2 separate regions of the Mus musculus genome follow, and region 1 is linked to region 2. Evidence: chromatin contacts called from public HiChIP or PLAC-seq data. All regions are on one chromosome and are shown on one strand. The core of a region is the stretch at or near the end of the contact, and the rest is flanking DNA. Distances in the headings are between cores, read along the strand shown.

The links. HiChIP or PLAC-seq counts read pairs in DNA pulled down with a chosen protein or histone mark.
Region 1: a contact with region 2 is called in a CTCF HiChIP or PLAC-seq map of the NIH/3T3 cell line, with 5 read pairs. The contact joins the promoter of Actr10 here to the enhancer-like site in region 2. A contact is called at or near these places in 1 of 15 datasets of contacts at CTCF or cohesin (the NIH/3T3 cell line), 9 of 115 datasets of contacts at active chromatin or transcription factors (bone marrow-derived macrophages, craniofacial prominence, embryonic limb bud and 3 more) and 2 of 9 other capture datasets (adipose tissue and pancreatic islet).

Annotation. Positions count from the first base shown.
Region 1 is chr12:70,935,761-70,940,732 of GRCm38.p6, forward strand. It overlaps Actr10 (ARP10 actin-related protein 10), which reads left to right and starts at 2,097. Exons shown (of 13, transcript NM_019785.2): 1 at 2,097-2,271. The coding sequence starts at 2,195.
Region 2 is chr12:70,621,053-70,626,354 of GRCm38.p6, forward strand. It overlaps Gm40436 (a long non-coding RNA gene), which reads left to right. Exons shown (of 3, transcript XR_872797.2): 3 at 1,431-1,659. Among named protein-coding and RNA genes, the nearest start is that of Gm24474, 26 kb to the right of the region's middle. Within about 2 kb of position 3,394, at least 50 of the 459 cell types and tissues checked have an H3K27ac peak or open chromatin away from gene starts, as enhancers often do. A contact at or near this core is called in the NIH/3T3 cell line, where this site is marked.

The sequences.
Region 1 (4,972 bases), core at 847-3,346, 310 kb after region 2:
CTTTAATCCCATCACTCAGGGCTCCAAGGCAGAAGGTATACCTCAAGTTTGAAGCCAGCCTGAGCTATAGAGTGAATTCCAGGCCAGCTCTGGGCTATAGAGATCTTACCTCTAAAAACAAATGGCAAAGCAATAAATAAATAAATAAATAGCCCAGGTAAAAACTTTAATGGTAGCTACAGATCCATGATTCTATGACTTTTAAAGTTAGATTCTCTTAAGGATATGGTTTATAAATAAATTTGAAGATGATTGGTCTTAAAATTAATTGAAAATGAACTTGCTTATTTCTCTTCTCTGAAGAAATTCCTTTGTAATGAGATTATTAGGTGATTTCATGAGCAGTATTTCATAGGTTTGCAGTGAGAAAGGGACTGAGAAGATGAAGATCAAAGGTCACACAGGTTAAGCATGTTTCAGGCTTGAACATAGTTTATTGGCTGTTTTAATGTTCTTGTTTGAACAGTTTCTATTATCTTCAGTTTTCAAATTAAAATGCAAATACATTGTTCACCTCTTTTCGTTTCCATCCTCGCTCTAACCCTTCCTGTGCCACACCTTTGCTCTCTCAAATCGATGGTCTCTGTTTCTTTAATCTCATTACACACACACACACACACACACACACACACACACACACCAGCTTGTGTGTGTCTGTTTATGAATATCATGGTTGGGTAAGACTGGTTTCCCTTCTTTGAAAGCTTGTATGGAGCCTTCTGGTACCATGAAAGCTAGTTCTCAGGGAGGAGGCTTTCTGGTTAGAACCTCTGGGTCCTCTGTCTAAAGTGCATGGTGTCTTAGCAACAACGACTTATCCTCAACCTCTGCAATGCAACTAAGAGCAACAGCAAAGCTTGTTTGGGGAGTTTCTTGGACATCTCTGACAAACTGCTCAAACAGCATCTCCTTGCCCAGTGCTGGGATTTTTGTTAGATGACTGTGAGAAAATGTCTCTTTTGCAGACTGTCTGGACAGTTTTTTCAGTTGGGTCAACATTCTTTGCTTCCAGCCAGCAAGAGAAATAAATCAGGGTTTTTTTTGTTTGTTTGTTTTTTTAATGTACTCTTAAATCTTTCTTTTTAAAAAATACTCCACAAGAGGTTCCATTCAAACATCTGAGATTATTAAGGAATATATTTGTTTTGTGTTCATTCTTTTTTTCTTTCTGCTAAAATAACCACGATATTCTCCTTATTAAATTTTTATTTATTTGTTCTCGATTTCATGTATATGCTTTGATCATATCTTTGCATCTTGCCACCATGACACCTGGTTTCTCCTCTTCTAGAAATCCAATCAATCTCCCCAGCAACAGGCAAGAACTGCTGTCTTAGTAACTATTCTATTTCTGGGAAGAGACAACATGACTAAGACAACTCTTATAAAAGGAATCGTCAATCGGGGACCTGCTTACAGTTTTAGTTAATGATGGGGGGGTGGGGTGGCGGGCAGGCATGGCAATGAAGCAGTAGCTGAGAGCTTTACATCTTAATTGCCAGGCAACAAGGGTCCGGGGTGGGGGTTGGGGGCAGAGGAGGCAGGGAGGAGAGAGCTGCGCCTAGTGTGGGCTTTTTAAACCCCAAAGTCCACTCCCAGTGACACACCTCCTCCAAGGTCAAATCTCCATATCCTTCCAAAACTGTTCCAGTCCTCGGTGACTAAGCATTCAAACAGATGAGCCTAGGCGCGCGGGGGGGGGGGGGGGGGGGGCGTTCGCATGTAAACCACCACAAATACTGCTGTAATTAAGGAGCATTTCCGCCTTCCCAATCCAAGTTTTGAATTTAGATCTTAGGATCCTTTTCTAGAACTGCTTCGGGGAGAGTGAAAGCCAATCTCTTCTGAGCAGACTCTATCTTGTGTGTTCATTGCGGCGACTAAATGTCATGATAAACGACCAACACAGAACTGGAGAATGAGAAAGCGATCTCAAGTTCCTGCCTCCCCTCCTAAGCCGCTAAAAATCCTTACTACGCCGCGCAGGCGCCCCCGGCCGCTGAGCGAGAGGACCCGGGAGGCTCCGCCCCTCTAAGGTGTCCGGCGCGCCTGACCGCCTCGGCCTCCGCGACGTCAGGCCTCTCCTTGGCCAGCCCGGGTCCTCGGCTTTGTGAGGACCCCGCCCCGCCCCCGCGCTGAGGCAGCCCCCCCGCCGGGCGGACCACTTCACCCTCTCTACGTCGGTCTCTCAAAGATGCCGCTCTACGAGGGCCTTGGGAGCGGCGGCGAGAAGACAGCAGTCGTGATCGACCTAGGAGAAGCTTTCACCAAGTGAGTGGCCATGGGCGGCTGTGGGCCCGAGGGACGTGCCGGTGGTCCCGGACTGGCAACCGTCTTTAGGCCCGCTGGGCACCCGGGACCTTCCCCCGGCGATCCCGCGAATGCTAGCTCACATCGTTGCCTTAAGGCAAAGCTCAGTCCACACTCAGTGATGAATGTGTTGTCAGGGAGGACTCTCTTGGGCAATGCGAACCTGTAGGATCTGGTGGCCTGAGTGGGATCTGGACTCCTAGAGAAGCCCAGGAAGCTCGGGGAACGGTGTCCCCCACCCCACCCCCGTCTAAGGTGATCAGGGGCCATCACTTTAACTTTTGACAGCGATGACCCAGATTGTGCTTGCCTCTGGCTGGGTCAGATTGGAAGGAAACCATCGAATTGTAACGCTTGCTGACTCTTTCCACCATAAAACATTTATGGGATGGAGCCCCATTGGTTCTGGAAATAGATTGTTCTCCAGGAGTGTAGGAAATCAGCTATGGAGCCCTGGCACATGAAGACAGGAAGCCGCATAGAAATGAGACGGGAAATTGTTGGTTACCTTATAATACTCTTAGACCCACATTTTGCACTTTAAAAAAGCAGTTTGTAAGCACGGGAGTAGTGGTCCTCGAAGTGGCAGTCAAAGGTAGAGATAGCAAAACACAAATTCACAAGCCTTGGAACATCTGGACAGTATGAGAGGATGCTGGACGGTTTTAAGTTCTTTGGACCATCCATTTAAGAGTCCTTGTATTGGACTCAAGAACAACACAGAATTACATGACATATATGTATATATAAAGTGATGTTGTGTATGAAATACATATTAGGCTCCAGAAAGCTGAGAGTTCCATCATATATACATATTATGTGTTTGAGGTGAAGTTATATATGAAACAGATGTGTGGATTATTTTTGCATATTTTAAACACTTCCTAACCTGTAATAGATGTTAAGCAACTATTAAATAAATGGTCATAAGAACAGACTTAAAAATTGGTCCTTAGAAGCTACAGAATTGGATTAAACATAGTTCTTGATTATCCTCTCCTTCTCTGACTCTCCCATATTCATCTTACTTTTTTAAAAAACATTAATATAATAAGTAGAGATTACTACCTGAAAATAATTATTGTGGCTATACATTGAAAATATAAATTATTATATAGGGATGTGATTGAAGACAGAAGGACATAAAAGTTTTCAAAGGCAGAACTTAAGCTACATCATTACAAAGTCCTTGAGGACTTTGAGGAGCACTGAATATAAGTAACATTGAAGTGAAAATGGAGAGAGATGTCTAGGCACAGGGGAACAGTGCCCAGGCGGGGGAAGAAAAAAAAAAAAGGTGTGATTTCCAATATGGTCATTTTAGCAACCTTTTTTCCAGCACAAAAGAAATGTGGCACTGACTACTAATTTTTCTCTTTTTCTTTTTCTTTTCTTTTCTCTTTTTGTTTTTTTTTTCTTTTTGAAATAGTGTCCAGTGTGGCCCAAGCTGCCCCAAACTTCTAGTCCTAGTGCCTCTGCCCTCCTGAGTGCTGGCATTGTTCATGTGCCTACTGTGCTTGGCTTAAACCAAGACCCACAAGTTGTCTTCTCCCCTTCCTATGTGCACTGTGTCATTCACGCACCCATGCACATAAACACAGGAAATAAATACTAATAAAACCAGTGTCCATGTCCTAGTGTGAGTGTAGGCTTGTTTGAGTTCATCATATATGAAATGATTATAATTGTCAGATTCTCATAGTTTAAGAAGATAGTCTTGGGGCTGGAGAGCCAGCTCAGTGGGTAAGAGCACTTGCTACTCTTCAGAGAACCTGGGTTCAGTTCCCAGCACCCATGTCAGATAGCTCACAGTTACCTCACAATTCCAGTTCCAGGGAATCTAATGACCTCTGTGATCACCAGGCGCGTATGTAGTGCACATACATACACATATGGGCACAACACTTATACACATAAAATGATTAAAGAAAAAAAAGTCTTAAGTAACATGCTAACGGTTACTTTATTAGTAATAGTACTTTATTAATATTAAAACTAAGAAGAGAATGAAGAGATTATTCATGTGCCGTGTGGTGAGTGACATTTCTGTCAATGAGAGATCACATATATGATGTCATGGCTCTTCAGTATCACATGTGGGTTGTCTATGACCAGAGTTTCTTTATTCTGAATAATTGTAGTTCCTATTATTCCATGTTTAGATGCATTTAGGTACACAACCACTTACCTTTTGTATGTTTTTATATACTTAAGTATACAAACACCTTTGAGTTATACTTGCCTGCAGTATTTAGTATGGCAACATGTTCTAAAAGTGTGTCGTCAAACAACAATCACGGACATAGCTTTATGTGCAGCCCACTGTGTTTCTAGGTTTATGTAAGTATGCTTTTAGGATGCTGCAAAATAACTAAGCCACCCAACAATGTGCTTCTCACAGCCTCTCACTGAGTAATACACGACTGTCAGAAGGAAGTCACATAGTGTAGATCCAGGGTTATAAAAATAAATGTCTTATAAAAGAGGAGGAAAATGAAATCTGCCTTAAAATGAGACACTGGCTTATTTCAATATAAAAATTTGTATATACTTTGCTTCTTCCTTTAATGTGTGATGTAAACTTAATAAATGTTATTTTTATATTTTTTCTTTGACCCTTTAAGTGCATCAGAGATATTTCCAGATGTTTTTGTGGCCATTG
Region 2 (5,302 bases), core at 2,144-4,643:
CCTAAAGCCATCAATTGTTTTGATGTGTTTATGATAATTGGTGTCAGTTGTAATGACCTTGAGTTATGGAGAAATACTTAAGCTATTGGATGAATGCCAACAAAAAATGCACAGAAGTATATAGTTCACTTTTAGAGCTGTTTACGTGTTTAGAATTAAAATGTTGGTTTTTATACATCTAAATAAATCTTCAATGACCCAGAAAGCATGCTTAATAATAATGATTATAAAAAGGGTTTAAGTAGCCTGGATTTCATTTAGATTTGGCTAGGTAAATCTTGAAGAGTAGATTATATTCTTAATCTAAGAATCAGGAGTGTTGGACCATTTTGTTGAACCAAACTTACTTTGACCTCGAGATAATTTTCTAGCAATTTTCTCAGGCACAGCCACCAGCAAAACAGGCCATTCTCAGAAAGTATTGGAGAACTAAGACTTCTCACTAAAGATGCATTACTGAGTTCGATTAGTGTCAAGGATGAGCAGTAGGTCACTCAGAGAGCAAGGCAGCAAGTACAAGAGGAGAGAGTTAACATGTATTGGGTACTCAAGACAGCAAGAGGGAGAGGGGGAAGGGGAGGGGGAGGAGTGAAGGGGGAGGGGGAGGGGGAGGGGGAGAGGGAGAGGGAGAGGAGAGAGTTTACATATATTGGGTAGTTACAGAGTTAACATGTATTGGGTACTTACAACGTGTTAAGCAACTTGCCAGCCATTACTGCATGCTAAGTGCACACTTGGCTTAACTATCCCAGTAATTTATTAGTCCTGTTCTCACCTGATGAGACTGGGGTCCATAAAAGGTTAAGTAATTCATCCATGCTCAGAGAACTTCTCACCCCTGCTCCATTAATGATTTTACTTTCGGGTCCTTGTCATGGAAAATGTTGGTATATTATAGATCTTAGGCCTTTTTGGCCTCTGCACTTGATACTGGTTGGGGTACCCCATTCCTAGAAATGACACCAAAACTGTTTTCAATATTACCAATATCCCTGGTGGGGTTACAAGGGGATCCTCTTTGATTGAGAGCCTTGCTTACCAGCAGGGGGTGATTTTCTGCTTCCAATTAAATCCTTTGGCCCATGGCCTCCTCGCTGTTGTGCCTCTTACAGCCATGTTGGTATTCACAGTGCTCTGTTGACCTTGCTTAGCACTCCAAACACTGCTTCTACATTGCTCACATTCCTACGTTCCCACACTTCAGCAGTAGCTCAGCCCCTCCTGGAGAACTCTGTATCCTATCAATATTCCATAACACTCTGTCTAACCCCAGTCTCTCCCTAGTCAGGTCCCAGTTTCACCAGACTTGGCATCCAATCTCCATAGACTGGGATTTGCCGTTGAGGCTGTCTCTTAGTCCTGCGAAAGATGGATGATAGTGTCTACACTTTTTATCTTTCAGTCTTCTTAAATTGTATTTGGCTTTACAGGAGCAACTTGCAAGACAATAACTCTGCCCTTTGATCTTCACCACCTGGGCACTTCAAGCCATTTTTACCTCCGTGGCAGAGGCAGAGCTAAGAAAGAACGTGTTTCAACATAAGCTGATGTACCGAGAGCTTTGGTCTCCCCCATCTCTCCTCCTGCACTGGGACATGATGAAAGCCAAACCGACTACACAGACCTCTTAGGACCAGAGCACTTCAGAAAAGCACACTAAACACCTTGTGGGAATAATGTAAGATAATGATGTAAACTTATCTTGAAGACTGCCATAAATAAAGTGATATTAAATGTGCCTGATAATTATATACTACTTAATGGCATAATTAATCTGTTCTATCTCTATCTACTCTCCTCTCTGAGCACCTTTTCCAAACATCCTACCATCAGATGTTTTCCAAACATTAGACATCCCGCGGAGTGGAGGTGGGGTGCCTCTTCCTGGGGTAGTCTGTTTTCATATACGTTGTCCTGAAGAGCACACTAAATGCCTTCATATATTTAAATGTCTTAACAGCTTTTATGGATGCTGGTGACTTTAACAATTCTTTTTTTGGTCTTAGTGGATTCTTTTAGGGGAGTAGGGTGTGGGCCTAGACTGGCTCTTTCTTTCTCCCTTCCCTCTTCTCCACCCCTTCCTTGCCTTGTCTGTCCCTCCTCAATTCTCTCTTCTTTCTCTCTTTTCTCCCTCCCCACTCCCATACACACACACACACACACACACACACACACACACACAAATGCACTGCTGCCTCTTTTTTTTTTCAACATCCTTTCAAGGGTTTTTAATTCTGTACCTTGAGAAATAATAATTTCAGTAATTGGCCGGCACAGTGCTAATTACATGGGCCTCCAGAGGGGCAGCTAATCTTGAGACTTGCACATAATAAACTAAATGGCCCCGTGAGCTTTCCTGTCTCAGATTTCACTCTGGAAACTCCTCAAATCTCTGCATTTATTTGCCTTAAGTTTTACTGTCTTGTAATTGTTAACGATTATCTCTCATATTCCCCCATCCCCTCCCTCCACAAACAGTATAAGCTCCTTAGGGCAGAAGCTATGCCTTTCAGATTTATACCATTATAGGGATTGCTTGATAAATATTTGTTGACATGCTTGGGATATTGACTCTACAGGGTCATCTCACCACCATGACTTGTAGTTTATCACCACTGGACACTTCTTCTTCAAGGCTGTTCTTCATGGTAATTACATGCCAGAACTCTTTAGGGTAACCATTTTGGTATAACAGGCAATGAATTTTTGTTTGTTTGTTTGTTTAACCTTAGAAAAGAAAAGCTGTGGGTCATGATCCCAACAGGAGTTGCATATCAGATATTTACCTTACAATTCATACCAGTAGCAAAATTACAGTTGTGAAGTAGCAACAAAATAATCTTATGGTTGGGGGTCACCACAACATGTGGGACTGTATTAAAGGGTTGTAGCACTAGGAAGGTTGAGAGCCACTACTCTGGGTGTGAAATAGATAATTCACCTGCTTCTCTGAGGATGTGTTCTGCTGTTTTCTCAGCTGATTTCTGCTGGAAGAATCAGCAAATGGTTTTAACGGTCCCCCACCATGGTCAATGGGGTTGGGCTAGTGAAGGCCCAGAGAATGCAATCCAGTGCCCACTGTCTGCAGAAGGCTTAGCCCCTCCTCCTAACCTAGATGTAAGATATAGTCACTGCTCTAAGAAATGAAGGTGTGTTCTCTGTCATTCAATCAAGCTTCCAGATCTGTTGTACCAGGACACCCTAAGGTTGGACCAAATCTCCTCTTCAGATCTTGTTTCTTCATAGGCAAGAAAGCTGAAGGAGAAAGGACACACAACAAGGAGAACTTGCAAAGCATGCCCAAGGCATGCAGATTTCTTATGTCTACTCCCTGCTCCTCATCTGTTTATGTTCTCTGAGTGTCGAGATGAATGTGACTCAGCTGTGATACACCAAAAGATGAGGCAGCAATTGAGCCCTTACGCTCTCCCTCAGCATATGGCAAGCTTTGTGGCTGCCAAACACAGATGAATGCAAAACCTTTTGTTTCAGAAAACCAAGGCTCACTCTGCCGGGCTGGCACTGGACATGATGTCTTCAGGGTGTGGCCAGGAAGACACTCTGAGTTGTCCGGCCAACAGGATGTCTACAATGTGATGATTTGGTCCCTTGTTTGGAAAGCCTTACCTCACTGCCAATTCAGTCTCCATCTTCCAGAGAAACTATAGAAAAGACTTTCCCCCCGTTCATGCGAAGCAGCTTCCCCTTTAAAAATAAACACTGAAGCGTTTCCTCAGACATCTGTGGATCCCAGAAGCCAGGTTCTCTCCCACAAACAAGATTGGATAAAGGCGCCTGCTTTCTTTTTGTGCAGAAAATCTGATGCATACGTTTGAGGTGGGTGGAGAAGAATGAATTATTTCCCTTTAAATTGTGACTTTTATCTAAGAGAGTGGTGTTTTTTCTTTTGATTTTCTTTTTCTCCTACTCAGTCTTGGCCCTGTTGGCAAGAAACCTAACGATAACTTTGGTGCTCTGAAAACCTGATATTATTTCCTGAGATTCTCCTCCTGAGGCTGGGAAGCAAAGATGAGCACTGGCTCATGGACACATCAGAGCTGGACCCTGTAGGAAATTAGATTCTGCTTCTACTGTTTGGCCTTTCCTGTTTTCCCTGCAATCTCTGAGGCACTGAGCCCATCAGCACTGTGGACGGTCGGTCATCTGGTACAATGCTAGCTGTCCGTGGAGAGGCTGGTGGAGAGCAGGACAGGAGGTGGAATTTGCCATCCTCTGGTAGCATGCAGAGTACCTGCGAGCACCGTACATGCCAGGAAGGATGCAGGCTCTAGCTAGGCATCAGCCCAGCTTCTCTGTGTTCCGTGAAATATAAAGTTTGCTTTAGCAATAGGGCCTTACCATTAGTTTGTGCAGTTTCATATACTGTAACTAAGCTTAGAAGTAGCAGAATTAAGATTCAAACATGAAATGACAGGTTCTAAAGTCCATCTTTAACTTCCACAGTTGTAGATGTCAGCGTGGGACTAACACTGTGATATGAGTTTCAGAAGACAGCTAGCTAGCATTGCTAAGATGTTTATATTTTCTAGGAAAAACATGGTCTGCATATCAACTGGACTGTAGGTGGGGTAACTCAGGTTGCTTCCTGGGTGTGCAAGGCTGTTGGGGGTTGGTATAGCGCTGTTATATATTCAAATGCTAAATATTGGCCCCCAAGATTGATCACCCTCTCCCACATTCACCAAGTGATGCTATGTAAACCCTGCTCCACAGTTGAAAGTTAACTGGTTAATAAACGTTTAGAGTCTGTGATTGGGCAGTATGGAGAGAAAGGCAGGACTTGAGGCTGGAGTGAAGGGTCTCAGGAGAGACCAAAAGAAAAAAAGGAAACCAAGGAAGGAAGCAATTGCCATGAGAGGCAATTGACCATGAGCATATGGCCAGGAGAAACAGCAAGTGACAAGGGACCTATGGCTGGGATGTAAATTAGAATAGCGCTAAAACCCACCCAATCTTGTAAATAAAATACCTGGATTGTGTGTCTTTATATGAGCTAGATCAAAATAATTCCTTTTACACGTGGCCATTGGTTCCATTTGGGGGCAAATGTACGAATGAGAGAAGGTAAAACATGCTTGGATGGATGGTTCTGATGGTGCCTAAGAGTATGCAAGGGAGCAACGCAGGCGGGGCTGACCCTGCCGAGGGGGCTGGCCCTGCTGTCTTGCATGCACCTATGGGAAGAGGTTGGGGCTGCCCACATCAGGTCCTAGCTTTTAGACCTGAGTCCACAGTGCATCCAAAGGAAAATGAGTTTCAAATGCATGCAACATGTTTATCA